3 separate regions of the Mus musculus genome follow, and regions 2 and 3 are each linked to region 1. Evidence: chromatin contacts called from public HiChIP or PLAC-seq and Micro-C data. All regions are on one chromosome and are shown on one strand. Each heading gives the region's core, a stretch centred on a gene start, on an enhancer-like site or on the middle of the called end of the contact. The rest is flanking DNA. Distances are from core to core; before and after follow the strand shown. Region 1 holds the start of Telo2 (telomere maintenance 2). Region 2 holds the start of Lmf1 (lipase maturation factor 1). Region 3 holds the start of Hs3st6 (heparan sulfate (glucosamine) 3-O-sulfotransferase 6).

The links. A called contact is a pair of places that touch in the nucleus more often than the background predicts. HiChIP or PLAC-seq counts read pairs in DNA pulled down with a chosen protein or histone mark.
Region 2: a contact with region 1 is called in a FOXA1 HiChIP or PLAC-seq map of pancreatic cancer cells. The contact joins the promoter of Lmf1 here to the promoter of Telo2 in region 1. A contact is called at or near these places in 2 of 39 promoter capture datasets (hippocampal neurons and liver), 2 of 484 Hi-C or Micro-C datasets (CD4 T cells and Th1 cells), 2 of 115 datasets of contacts at active chromatin or transcription factors (embryonic stem cells and pancreatic cancer cells) and 1 of 9 other capture datasets (pancreatic islet).
Region 3: a contact with region 1 is called in a Micro-C map of embryonic stem cells, with 2.2 times the contacts expected there. The contact joins the promoter of Hs3st6 here to the promoter of Telo2 in region 1. A contact is called at or near these places in 1 of 39 promoter capture datasets (pre-B cells), 3 of 484 Hi-C or Micro-C datasets (the C2C12 cell line, CD4 T cells and embryonic stem cells) and 2 of 115 datasets of contacts at active chromatin or transcription factors (embryonic stem cells and pancreatic cancer cells).

Annotation. Positions count from the first base shown.
Region 1 is chr17:25,114,097-25,118,464 of GRCm38.p6, reverse strand. It overlaps Telo2 (telomere maintenance 2), which reads left to right and starts at 2,498. Exons shown (of 21, transcript NM_001163661.1): 1 at 2,498-3,052; 2 at 3,180-3,528. The coding sequence starts at 3,194.
Region 2 is chr17:25,576,676-25,581,043 of GRCm38.p6, reverse strand. Lmf1 (lipase maturation factor 1) reads right to left here and starts at 1,870. Exons shown (of 11, transcript NM_029624.4): 1 at 1,665-1,870. The coding sequence starts at 1,857.
Region 3 is chr17:24,750,986-24,755,353 of GRCm38.p6, reverse strand. Hs3st6 (heparan sulfate (glucosamine) 3-O-sulfotransferase 6) reads right to left here and starts at 2,366. Exons shown (of 2, transcript NM_001012402.2): 1 at 1,856-2,366. The coding sequence starts at 2,268.

The DNA of each region.
Region 1 (4,368 bases), core at 1,249-3,748:
TGTCAGTAAGCCTAATAAACTCACTGATTCCTCAGAGTCAACTTTGGTGGAAATGTACTTCAGCTTATTTATCATCAGTACTGTAAAAGGAGGGGGGTAGACTTTGTTTACATCTCCTTGGCAACACAGATGCATGCCTCTTCACTTGGCTTTGATATTGGGTTCTGGGGATTTGAACTCAGATCTTCATGTTTGTACATCAAACACTTTGCCTAGTAAACCTTCTCCCCAGCTCCCAGGTCTAGTCTTTTTGAAGAACAATTACCATTACATTCATTTCTTGTTTGTGTGTGGTTGTGGGAGCAATGAGTGTGTGTGCTTGTGAAGGGCAGAGGACAACTTTGAGGAGTTGGTTCTCTTTTTCCACCAAGTGAGCCCTGAAGACTGAACTTAGGGGATCAAGCTTGCCAGCGGAGCACCTTTACTTTAAAAAAAAACTTGTTTATTAATAAATAATGTAATATATGTAAGTACACTGTAGCTGTCTTCAGACACCCCAGAAGACGGCACCAGATCTCATTACAGATGGCTGTGAGCCACCATGTGGTTGCTGGGATTTGAACTCAGGACCTTTGGAAGAACAGTCAGTGCTCTTAACCGCTGAGCCATCTCACCAGCCCTGTACCTTTACTTTTAAGTGAAGACTGGATCCTCCTAACACCCCTTTGTTCTAAAACAAATAAGGACACCCATCTCCGCCTGAACACTGGCCAGGGGCTAAGCACTGTTAACATTTATTATTGTAAGCACTCTGGTATTCATTTCCAGAAAAATAAGCAAAAATATTGGGTGCTGAGGTGACACGAGCTCTTAACTAGCAACTGCTAGGTTTTCCATTCTGGATGGCTTTAGCAAAAGAATTGCCAGTCAACAACTCCTGGCCTGCCCTAATGCCAGCTCTGACTATCCAGGAAACTCTGAGGGCCTTGAGAAAACTACAAGGTTGCAAATTGCTTCAGGTCTGGAAGATACAGCCCCAAGGCTTTTTGCAACCATTTCGACCAGGTTGAGAAGAACACGTCCTCTGGTGGCCTAGCTGAGGAACTACAGAGGCTGGTGCAAAGACTGTTAGCAGAGGAAGTGCCCCTTTTCAGGATTTGAAGGCAGCCGCTTTGACTCCCTCTGGGAGAGACTTTCCTCATCTCCTCCCTTTTGTTGCAGCTTTAGGTACAGTAAAAGGCTCCTCTCCAGGGTTTGCTTGCCTACTCTCAGTAATGTGGGCTAAGCTGTTATCATGAAAAAAAAAGAGGTGGCAGAGACAGCTGAGCAATTGGCAGGCCAAGCTACAAAAGGGACAGGACAGTCAGTTTTGTCATAGCTGAGGAAGCAGTAGCCAAGGCATCAGGGGAGTGCAGAAACTGAGACTGAATGAGGATAATTGACTAAACCAGAGAAGAGATGGCATAGCCTTGGATGCCAGATGAGTTCCAGAGAGCCAAGAGGTCTCAACCCTAGGCCAAGAATTTTAACACTGGCTGTCATTAAGAGCGAAGGTCTACACAAAAATTGTAAAGCTGTAGGGCTGAAGAGTCCCTACAATCACCAAATCTGCTTAGTGGAAGCTGCACCAGCCACAGGAAAGAGCCAAGGATTCCTGACCTACGTAAGAGCTAGAATACTTTTAGGGCTAAGGGTCCCAATGCCTCCAGTCCCCTAATACTAGGGGAGTCATCTGCCATCTCTCACTGAGGCCAAACATGGAGAAAAAAAAAAAAAAAAGAAAGCTACCATTTGAAGACCTTCTCTTTGACTAACCCCAGTTTTTATTTGTGTAGAGATCCTGGCTGGCTGATCGGTAACACTTCCATGGATGCTGGGAACTGAACTTGGGACCTTGGCAAGAGCCACACGTAATTTAACCTCTAAGATAATCGCTCTGGCCCCTGGTATGCTCTGCTAACTGCTAAGCCTTGAGTGGGCTCATTTCCTGCTCAGGAAGGGTAATTTTGCTTGATGATGTTGAATGAATACAGCTTGCTCAGATTTCCACCCACACCCAGTTCCGCTGAAATGTTGCTCCCTCAATGTATCTTCCAGATCAGGATGGTCAAGAAAAGTTCTGCCATGATGGAATGTTTCACACTGCTAAGTTCAGACGACAGTCAGGATCCCTGGGTGTTTACTCAGCTAGTGGTGTTTCATTTAGGGCAGTTTAGACGCAGTTTGCGTGTTCGCAGTAAACGTGCACCCTTGTGTACCACCAAATACATCAGCGCATCCGCATTACAACTTGGCCATATCCGCTGTTCCTGGCTTCCTTATTCTGTTTCCCTCAGGGCGCCTAGAGAGTTGATTAGTGCTCTAGAGTGGAAAGTCATCCGACCCAAGGCAGCATAGTGGGGTAATGTGCTGGGGAAAGTCTCTCCAGAATTAAGGAAAACAGAGACAGCAGTCACCAGGGGACCAATAGAGCGGACACGCCTACCGGAGTCCTGCCCTCAGGCCTTGCCCACCGTAGGCTCTTAGGCCACGCCTCTTCCTCCTCTTGCGCAGGCGCAGATGCTGCGGTCATCAGCGCGTTGGCGCGCCGCTGATTCGTCCCTAGCCACGCGTTTGTATCAGCCCCAGAAATTCTAAATATCCGTGCAGGTTTCACGTGAGCTCTGCGACTCGAATTCACAGCTGCCCTCAGCTGACACTGAATCTGGCGCGTGGTCCTGGTGCCGTGGCGAATCAGCGGCGCGCAAGAGGGAGCATGTGGCCTCGGCTCTGAAGCATGCTGGCCAGAGGAACCCTGTAGGAGTGGTTGGTCCAGTCGGGGCTGCAGTGTCCTGCCTTGCAGCATGGCCAGTTCCCATACGAGCCGAAGGCCTCGTGTTTAGGGGGCTGGGTGCTAACCTGGAGCTGCAGACGGAGGAGGAGTTTTAGTTATTGCACCCTGGCAAGCCACTCACTCATCCAACTATCAGTGGGTTTGACAGAGGAGACAGCCACAGTGCACCGGTGCAGTCCGGGACTGAAGCTCTGTCAGATCATCGGGCAGGCGGGAAACCCGGAAGAAGGACGGGAGAGCGTGAGTGAGATTGTGAGTGAAGCGCCTGGAAGCGCAGAAGTAAGTGCGTGTGTGTAGGGGGGTGGGGCCTGAGATTTGGAACCGGCCCAACTGTTTCCTCCCTTAACATCGTGGGTGCCATGGGAAGAATTCTTGACACTCTAACATGCTTTTCTCGGACCCTCAGCCCTGTTCTGCAGGATGGACCCAGCCCTGTCTGCTGTCCGGCTCACCGTCCAGGAAGCCATTCACATCCTTTCATCCTCAGAGGATGCTGGCCATATCCTTTCTACCCTGGGGACTCTGAAACGATACCTCGGTGGAACCGAGGATCCAGTTCTTCCTGAGGAGAAGGAGGAGTTTGCCACTGTCCACTTCTCAGCCGTCCTTAGATGTCTGGTCAGCAAGCTGAGCCCAGGTTGGCTGGAGCTGTCCCCCGGTGGCCAGCTGGAGCGGCTTTGGGAGAGCTTCTTCCTGGATGGCCCTCCAGACCAAGCCTTCCTGGTGCTGATGGAAGCCATTGAGAGCACTGCTGGGTGAGCAGTTAGTGAGCAACAGGGCGCCCAAGTTCTGAGAAGGTTCCCAACACCTTAAAACTGTAAGGGGAAGGACCCTGCATCTTAGCCTGGCCTCACTCCTTCTTGTTGAAGGCTGGGAGGAAGAATAGGGTTCCTTGCAGATCAGCACTCAGAGAGTCTCCACTGTCCCTAGCTGATGCCCTAAAGGTCACTTGTTGTCTTCTACTGGGCCCATTCTTTATTCTGTGGCACTTTCAGGATCATCAGGACATTTCAGGGTTTTTTTGTTTGTTTGTTTGTTTGTTTTTGTTTTTCGAGACAGGTTTCTCTGTGTAGCCCTGGCTGTCCTGGAACTCACTCTGTAGACCAGGCTGGTCTCGAACTCAGAAATCCACCTGGCTCTGCCTCCCAAGTGCTGGGATTAAAGGCGTGTGCCACCACCGCCCGGCTAACATGTCAGGTTTTAAATGTTTATCTACCACATTGCTGCTATGGATCCCTGTGTACCCAGGTCCCACATCCGGTTGAATGGCAGTCCTTGGAAGGATCTGTGGCTGTGAGAAGCTGGGGTTTTATAAACTGCTGGGGTGTGGGGGTGGAGAGATGGTTCAGTGCTTAAGAGCACTGGCTGCTTTCCCAGAGGACTGGGTTCAGTTCCCAGCACCCACATGGCTGCTCACAACTCAGTGCAACTCCAGTTCCAGAGGATCTGACACCCTGTTCTGATTTCATAGGTTCTTCGTGCATGTAGTATACAGGCAAAACACCCACACATAAAATATCAAAACTTAAAAAAAAAAAGAAAGAAAGAAAGAAAAGAAAAAGACTTGTGCCAACAGGCCAGAACAGGGGAAGGCC
Region 2 (4,368 bases), core at 621-3,120, 460 kb before region 1:
CCACCCGAGAGCCCAAGAGCCTATCTGCCAAGTGTCTTCAGCACAAAGCCACCAGGTGCCACTGTACCTTCCAATTCTATCCCTCCTGTAGATTCCCTTCATCTTGCTCTGAGTGTGTCAGTACCAACGTTCCCAGAATTCCTTAGTATTGCATGGGATAAAACAGCACAAGCCTAGATAGTTTTTTCCACCCGCTTTAGAGAGAATAAGTGGAAACTCAGGCAGGCAAACACACGGGACCGTTTGGTTAAGAACTCCAGTTCTCCAATGCACCCGGAAGTAGCCAGTCCGTCACACAAAAATGCACATGAGCCTGACTCTCCACATGAGAGCCACATGGACACAGCCCAAAGTCTAAGATGACTCTTCTGAAAGATGCCGAAGGTACACCATGCACGAGCCTGGCATGTCCTGGGCCCTGGGGCTTACTTAGCACTCAGTTTTGCCTTCCTTACTAAAAGGCTGGGCCATGGCCACCAGTGTCCACATAGTCACTGGGCCACCCCCTAGGTATTAGGAATTAGGGTGAGGATTTGGAACCCACAGTTACTCCCACCAGACAGATGTCCACAGGTTTTAAGCCTGAGCTCCGTCTCATGGCCACAGGCAGGGCAGGCCCAGTGTGAGTAGACAGGCGCTCAGCCTCAGCTGGGGGTTCAGGTGTCACTATAGTGAGTTGTTTGGAACTGGTTCTATATGACATCTCCTGGCCCACTACTGTGGGTAGCAATAACAGGCCAGGAGCTGAGGGGACATCAGTGCCCAGTGTAGTGGTCCACACCTTTAATCCCAGCACTCTGGAGGCAGAGGCAGGCAGATCTCTGTGAGGAGTTCAAGACCAGCCTGGTCTACAGAACAAGTTCCAGGGCAGCCAGGACTATGCAGAGCAACCCTGTTTTAAAAAACAAACAAACAGTAACCAAACCAACAACAACAAAAACCAAAACCAAAAAGCGGTGTGTATGGGGGACACCAGCCTGCCTGCCTGCCAGTACCTTTGATTCCGCTTTTCCTGAAGTGAAGGAGGCTAAGACTCTTTAGGCTCAGGTAGGTATGGGATGCTGCAGTGGACTGTAAAGGTCTGCAGAGCCTAAGCAGAACCTTGGAGTCCTTCCAGAGCTGACCTGGTTGAACCTCACTTCTTGCCTACCAGTGAAATCTGGCTAGATCCTTGGGCCCTCTGCCGGGTGCCCTTCCAAGCAGGTCAGGTTGGAGCTGTTGCACAACCTTTGGGTCCAGTGGGGGACCCACTGAGAGAAGGCAAAAGGGGCGAGGCTAGGTCTAAGTTGCAGGCTAAAGACCGTCATCTCCCCTAGGGCTTCGGAACAGGAATAGAATTAGCATCGTCTCGCCATTCCCAGGGTGCAGGCAGAGGGAGTGCATGGGGACTGCCTTCGCCTCTTACACGTGCTAAGTGGGGCTGTGGAGAGGCAGGGGTTGGGGTGGGGTCCCAGGAACACGCCGAGGAGGGACCTGACATAAAGTTTAAGCAGCCACTGAGTGGGAGGTGAGAAGGCGGGGTCCGGAAGCTCACAGAAGGGCAGAATGGTTTTAGTGCAGGATCCTTGAAGCCTATAGAGGGACAAACGGGAGTCCGGAAGCAATTAGGGTTTGGGACCAGGTCACAGGATGCCGGCAACAGCCCGCTCCCACCGGACACTCACAGTAAATGAAAGCGAGGGCCCGCAGGAGCACGATTCTAGTCAGCCAGAAGGTGCCCGTGTGCAGCCGAGCTGGAGAATCTGCGGGATCTCTAGCCAGAGAAGGTTGCGACGCTGGACTGTGCTCCGCACCCCCGACCTTCCGTTTTCTCAGCGACCCCTCGGGCGCAGCCATTACTAGGCTGTCTGGGCGCATGAGCACAAAGGGCGGTGCGCGCGGAGGCCACGCCCACAAGCCCGAAAGCCACACAAGCTCCCCTGGATGACACGCGGACCTCTTGCAGCCAAGGCCCACGCGCCACGCCCTCTCTGGGCGGTCTCTCCTAGCGGTGGGCGTCTCCGTGGTGGCTTCAGTATTTGCAGAGAGTGAAGCGACAGGGGAAGGAGCTAGTGACGGCAGGCCGTGTCCTGGGTGCGAATGTGCAGGGAAGGCCAGGCCTGTGGCCGTGGCAGAGCAGGGTTTTCATCCTGTATTCCTCTGCTGCCCGCTGCCCAGGAAGGCGCAGATTATACTATAGGACAACTGACAGGAAGAAACCTGAAATTTGCCCTGGAACCTCCTGCTTTCTCTTCTTCCTAAATCTCCTTGTCTGTGGTCCCCAGAGACCTCAGTATACAGGTGGCACCTCTATGAAGATCTAGGACCGTGTTCAAGCTATTTATGGGGCCACTGGACCATCAAGGACTCAGATTTACCCACCAGTAGCATGCGCAGAATCCCAAGGAGACACACCTTAAATGCTGCTTTTATATTTGACTTTATATTTAATAGCTCAGACTGGCCTTGAGCTATAAAGCCCAGAATGACAGCAAAGAAATTGTCCTCATGAGCTGCCTCCCTCGATGCTGGTATTACATGCCACTTGCCTGATAGCAATTCTGCTTTTTCGTGTTAGGTGCCACTCCAGCACTGCCCACAAATGATACTAGAAAGGCGTTCTGCAGCAGAGAAAAGGAGGGTCACTGGTTGTTGTTTGTTTGTTTGTTTGTTTGTTTTTTAACAACTTATCCTTAGCATCTCCTTTTTGTGATTGCTGCTTTGACATATAAGTTACCAATGCTGCATGGTTAAACATGGCATCAACAGCCAGAGTGGTTATAATGCCAACTACAGGGCTCTCTGGAACAAGGGTTTTTTTCCATCCATCTTTCAGAGCTTTCTATGTATTAAAGATCTTGTGCCTTTCTGAATTATCACTGGTTGGTTTTTTTTTTTTTTTTTTTTTGCAACTTATCCTTAGCATCTCCTTTTTGTGATTGCTGCTTTGACATATAAATGACCAATGCTTGCATGGTTAAACAACCCATTAATATTTATACCTCTACACCAGCAGTGAGCCTTTTGTGGGTAAGGACTGGTGTGCTGTTGCTGGGACTCTTCCCGGCCTCCAGGCTTCCTGATACTAGAGTGCTAGCATAGAAATACAGCCTACAACGTGCTTTGGGTATTTTTTTTTTAAGTTTCCTTTTCTTTTTCTTCAGAAGCACTCCCTTGGGAGCCCAGCTGAGAGTATGCCCCATTACAGATGTTGTGATAGGTAATACAAATACTTCCCACCTGCCAGGCTTCCTACAGGCCAGCATCTGCCCAAGGTCTCAAGAATTTAGAGACTGAAGGAACTGTGTATCCTGCATCCAGATCTTTCAGTAGGAACCCTTAGCCCTGCCTCTCCTCACTGGCATATGCCAGGCATGGGATGGGCCAGCAGAGACCTTTGGGGGGGGCAGCTTTAGTCGGCACAACTTCCTCAAATTATTTCTGGAAGCCAGAGCTATGCAGGGAATAGAAGGAGAGGAAGGACCGCTCTGCCATCAGGTGTGACCCTGGGTGCTGTGGCTCAGGTGGGGACCATCCTCACAAAGAGCCCTTTGTCCTCAGCTTCCCCTTGCAGTGGTAACATTGTCCTCCCTGCAGAAGGGCACAATGGGGCATTGTGAAGAGCATAAAGTGGACCTCTTGTTCCAGCATCCAGCGCCCAGCTGGGGCTGGGACTCAGCTCTAGCGTCCCTCTTGGATTTGCCCACGGTGGGCGAGGACAGCAGAAGGGGTCTGCAGGAAATTTGGGTCCTCAGTGGCTGGAGGTTCTTGCCCCTGGCCTGCCTTTCTGGGATGCCATCTGGAACCAGCTTTCAAGCAGGTCACACAGGGCAGGGTTGAGCCAAGAAGAGGTTATCGTGCTTGCCTGTTTCTGCCCGAGTTTAATACAAAGTACAGTGGGAAGCTGGGTATGGTGGTGCATACCTGTGATCCCAGTACTGGTGGTGCTGAAGCAAGTTTGAGCTGAAACACACTGGAGTGTCGCTCACCCATAAGAAGTGATAAAGCCGAACATGCTATATAGTATGGATGAACCTCAGGCTGAGATGAGCCTGATACATTGTAGGATAACATGCTATAGATGGATGAACCCTAAGACCTCCAGCTGAGATGAGCCTGATACATTGTAGGATAACATGCTATAGTATGGATGAACCCTAAGACCTCCAGCTGAGATGAGCCTGATACATTGTAGAATAACATGCTATAGTATGGATGAACCCTAAGACCTCCAGCTGAGATGAGCCTGATACATTGTAGGATAACATGCTATAGTATGGATGAACCCTAAGACCTCAGGCTGAGATGAGCCTGATACATTGTAGGATACTTTTTTTTAAAGGCACTTCCATTAGGAAAGACGGATTTGTGGTTTCCAGGGGTGAGTAA
Region 3 (4,368 bases), core at 1,117-3,616, 360 kb after region 1:
AAAGAGAGACAGACAGACAGACAGACAGACAGACATAGTGGTACCTATAATGAAGATATCTGTAATCCCCTGCACTGATGAGGTGTAGCTAAGGGGATGAGAAGTTTAACCATCCATGGCCACACTGAGAATCTGAGGCTAACATGTGCTACAAGAGACCCTGTCCCAAAAGTAGCAGCAACAAAGCCAAAGAAATAATGTAATGGAGAAGCAGAGAAGATAATAGTTGTGCAAAAAGCAACCCAGGGCCCCTCTGCTGAGTCCAGCAGATACACGGGTCACTGCCTGAATGAGGCAGATCACAGCCCAAGATGAGCAGTACCTCCCCAGTGGCTGCTCCTCTCCCACCTCCCTCCCTCAGCCCAGGTCCTGTGACTGGAGATACCACCATGGTATCAGGTGGTAACTTTCAGAGGCTCAGTGCATGCATGTGATGGGTTGAAGGGACATTACCTGAGAAGCTGCCACCAGAGAGCTATAGCCAAGTGAAGAAGACACTAGGCTATACAGTCCCGAATCCCAGACAGGCCACTTAGCTTACTCCACACTTCTGAGCAAATCCAGAGCAGCAAACCACAGAGGATAACCCTGAGTAGGGTGGGGCCTCGGGTCCCTCCCTTCCCCAGCATCCTCTGCACACTTCCACATGGATCCTGAAGCTGTGCTGTGTCCTGAACGCTCCCTCCTCCCATGCTGAGAACATCAGTGTTCCCGAGAACCTCTCCTCGGGTAGTACTGACCCTTAGAGGTCTCGAGCTTGTTCTCTCCCAAACCCGTTAAGACCGGTCTTAGTGCAAAAGGCAGAGTTAGCAAACGGGAGTACAGAAGAACCCGGGAAACAGTCAGTGTGCCACCCGCACTGACTCTCCAGGTTATCATGGCTCAGCTCGGGCTTGCAGAAGAGGCAAGCCAATATAGCCCCATTTCCCTACATGAAGGAGCAGGGGGCCCTCGATGCCTGCAGGAGGCGGTGGGCGGAGCCTGTGGGTAGTCACACCAGAAGGGAGGAACCAGAATCTGACCATCCACCAGGACATACTGCTGTACCTGGGGTAGTGCTCCCCACATTCCACTGCTGCATCCCAAGTCCTCCTGTATGTAGAAAGGACAGCTACAGAAGGGTGTATTCCAGTCCCCACCCTTGGGCTAAACCAAAGAGCAGAGTCTCCCTCCTCAAAGCCCAGACCTAACTTTCTTCAGACTCCAGCAGCTATAGAGGGCTCCCTGATGCAGGGTGAGGGAGAGATTCTTAGGGGTGGAAAGGCACTTTCTAGAACACTTCTGGAAACCTGGAGGCCCTTCCAAAATATACTTGACTAGTGGTCAGATAATTACCAGTACTTACCCAGAGTTATAGCAGGGAATGGACAGACACGAAGGGATGATAAAGTGACTGAGCTCCAAGTATCTCTAAGGCTGCCAAGTAGCTCCACCGGGATTATATTGATATAAACCATAATAATATATGGATATATATTAGTAGCTTAGTGGTAGAATACTCGTTTAGTACATTTGAGGCTTCAGGTTCAATTCCCTGACCCTCTAAAAAGGAAAGTCTACCTGCCCAGTTATCTCACTCGCTTGAAACTACTTTCAAGATAGGATCATGCCTCGCTGAGTCCCTTGGCCACCCAACAGGAGAACAGAGTTTTCTCTGAGATTTTCTAATTCCTGCGACCCTTGGCTATAGATGGCCTCTCCTTCGAGGGTCGCTGTGCCCAGGAAATCAAGGCTATTTCCCTAACAGGCTTGTTTTAGACCCAGTGCCCAGGATTCTACCCTACTCATCCTGGGTTCTAAGAAAGCACAGTCCAAGGCACACACCGACGAGGCGCGGACCAGCAGGGACGCTCACCGGTACCAGGCGAGGCCGCGATCATAGCACCTGTCGAAGAAGTGGGGTTCAGAGCCAAGTGCACGGACGTCGGGGTGCAACCGCAGGAACTCCAGCAATGCGCGCGTGCCGCCTTTCTTCACACCCACAATGAGCGCCTGAGGAAAGCGCCGGCGCCCCGGGCCGCTGGCCACCGGCAGGCCGGGTGCTCTCAGACGGAGGGAGGTGTGGGGCGGCTCGGCGGGTGCAGGAACCGGAGCAGGGGCGCGGGCGGCAGGTGGACAGCGGCCGGGGAGGGCGAAGAGGCAGTAGGCGCTTAGCAACAGAACTACGAGCGCCAGCGGAGCACGGAGAGCACGCAGTGCAGTCCCCTGGCCCGTCCCCGCACCCTGGAGGTCACCGGCCCCGCCGCCCAGGCCACCGCTACCTGCCATGGGGTCGCTTCGCGCTCAGGCTCGGGAGCGGGAACCGCAGACAGGTGCGCATCCCGGCTATAGTGCGTCGCCCGCTCAACCCCAGGGCGCCCGGCTTCTGGGTTGAGCTCCGCAGCCTCGCAACCCTGGAGCCGGAGAGGGGCGGGGCGGGGCGGGGCGGGGCGGGGCGGGGCGGGGCGGGGCCGAGACGCCCCTCCCCAGCCCTCGCCTGGGACTAGCGACTCCAGCTAACTTCCAGAGCGACCAGGAGCTATCCCAGCTACCCCAACACTCCTCCTGAGCTGGTCTCCGGTTCGCTTGGCTCCAAAGTCTTCGCTCTTACACTACGGGAATGCGTGGCGCGGAGGGACACAAGACTGGGCGAGTGGGAATCCCCGTTCTGTCCTTTAAAAGTCTATCTCTGCCCCTTTGGACCAGGGCGACAGGTGTGCGGCCTCAGCCCCTGTTTCCCGGAGCCAGGGCCTCATCACCGGAGGACACCGTGTCCAGGAATCGCCTGTGCAGGAAGGATGGAGCCAGGCATACATCCGGCGCGGAAAGGGTCCCCATGCATCTTTGAGCCTGTGACAGGAATGCTTGTTGCATTACTTGCCAACAGTCCACCTAGCCATTCATTAGGGTGGGAGCCCTGCCCTGTGGAGAGAGCTTGTCCGATAGTCGGGCCACCATTTTAAAGTCCTTGTATCAAATAGAGCTGGCCTCCCCAAGATGTCAGTGATCCCTTCGGGAAATTGCAAAGCGGTGACACGCCCCCTCGCCCCCCAGGAGTGAAAAGGCCTGTACTAGGAGGCAGGGGAGGCATCTGGGTTCTGTCTGTGGAGCTTCCTCTGAGCATAGTGAGATTCCCGGGGCCCTCACATGTGTGAAACCTACCAGACACTGCAGAAACTTCTCACCCACCCACCCACCCCCACCCCACCCACCCACCCCCACCCCACCCCCGCGCCTCCATGTCCTGTTCCTGGCTCACCGAGTCTACAAAGCTGCTTACTAGGAATGCAGAGGAGGAAAGACTCCATCCAGGATGCCGAATAAGTTGCCCTGACCAGGGAAAAGGTAACGGCGCCTCTTCTTTCTGCCTCTGTCCGACTTTCCTGGCTGCCCAGTCTAGTCCCTGCCCCAGTACCCTTACTCAGCCTCTGCCCTCGGCTCTGTTTATTAATCAGCAGTCCGTGGGTCTCATGGCATCTGAACAAGTCTCACACTGCAGGCTGCCTCTGAGGGACAGAAAACTCCAATGACCCACAGACATTTAGTTCCCACCCTGAGGGCAGCTAGGTACAAGGGGGACATGCACCACCCAAAACTAGTCCCAGACACCAGAGCTACATTTGCTTGTCAGGGCAAGCTGGTGCCAGCAGCCCTGTGGGCGGGTTTTTAGTCCAGCACTGTCTGGGAAGCATGTTAGTACATGTAGGGACCTAGGAAGTTCTTCTTCGGATCTAGCTGTAAATGGGATTTGTTGAAGACAAGCTGGTTCTCCTCTGAGCACTCCCAGGGAGGTCCCATACTGCCCGATTACACCTTCACAGTCTGAGTTGTCACCACTTGAGACTTAGTCCCTGGTAATCCCCCCATCTCCTCAGTGCTGGCTAAGTTCCTACCTCCTGCTGGTGATTTCCTCTGCAGGATGCCTTTCCACAGGGCAGAAGACTCTCCAGGAGACACTGGCCCGGAGCAGCTGAGAGTTTGGAAGCTGACTCTCTTTCTCCATCTTCCCTCTGGCTCTCTTGGCGGGAAGGGGTACAAATCTGGAGATCCCCCTGATGGCACCCATTCCCAAGCTCTCCAAAACTCCTAACATGGTGCTGGCATGCAGAGACTACTCAATACATACTGATTAGAGAGGAGAGGGTAGAAAAGGCATTCTGGAGGTGATGGCCAGATAAGAAGTTAACCAAATTCAGGCAGAAGAGGGAGTGGTAATGGCTGCTCAGCAGAACACAACAGCCAGAGAGATTGGAATGGGAATGCAAGCTCATCTTGCAAGGAGATAGGAGAGGAGAAGGGCCTATTAAAGTCCCTTCCTCTGGCCCATGGCCACAGGCTACGGCCACCATCAAGTCTTTGGGGTGATAGCTTTCTTGAGGTTCAGCTCAC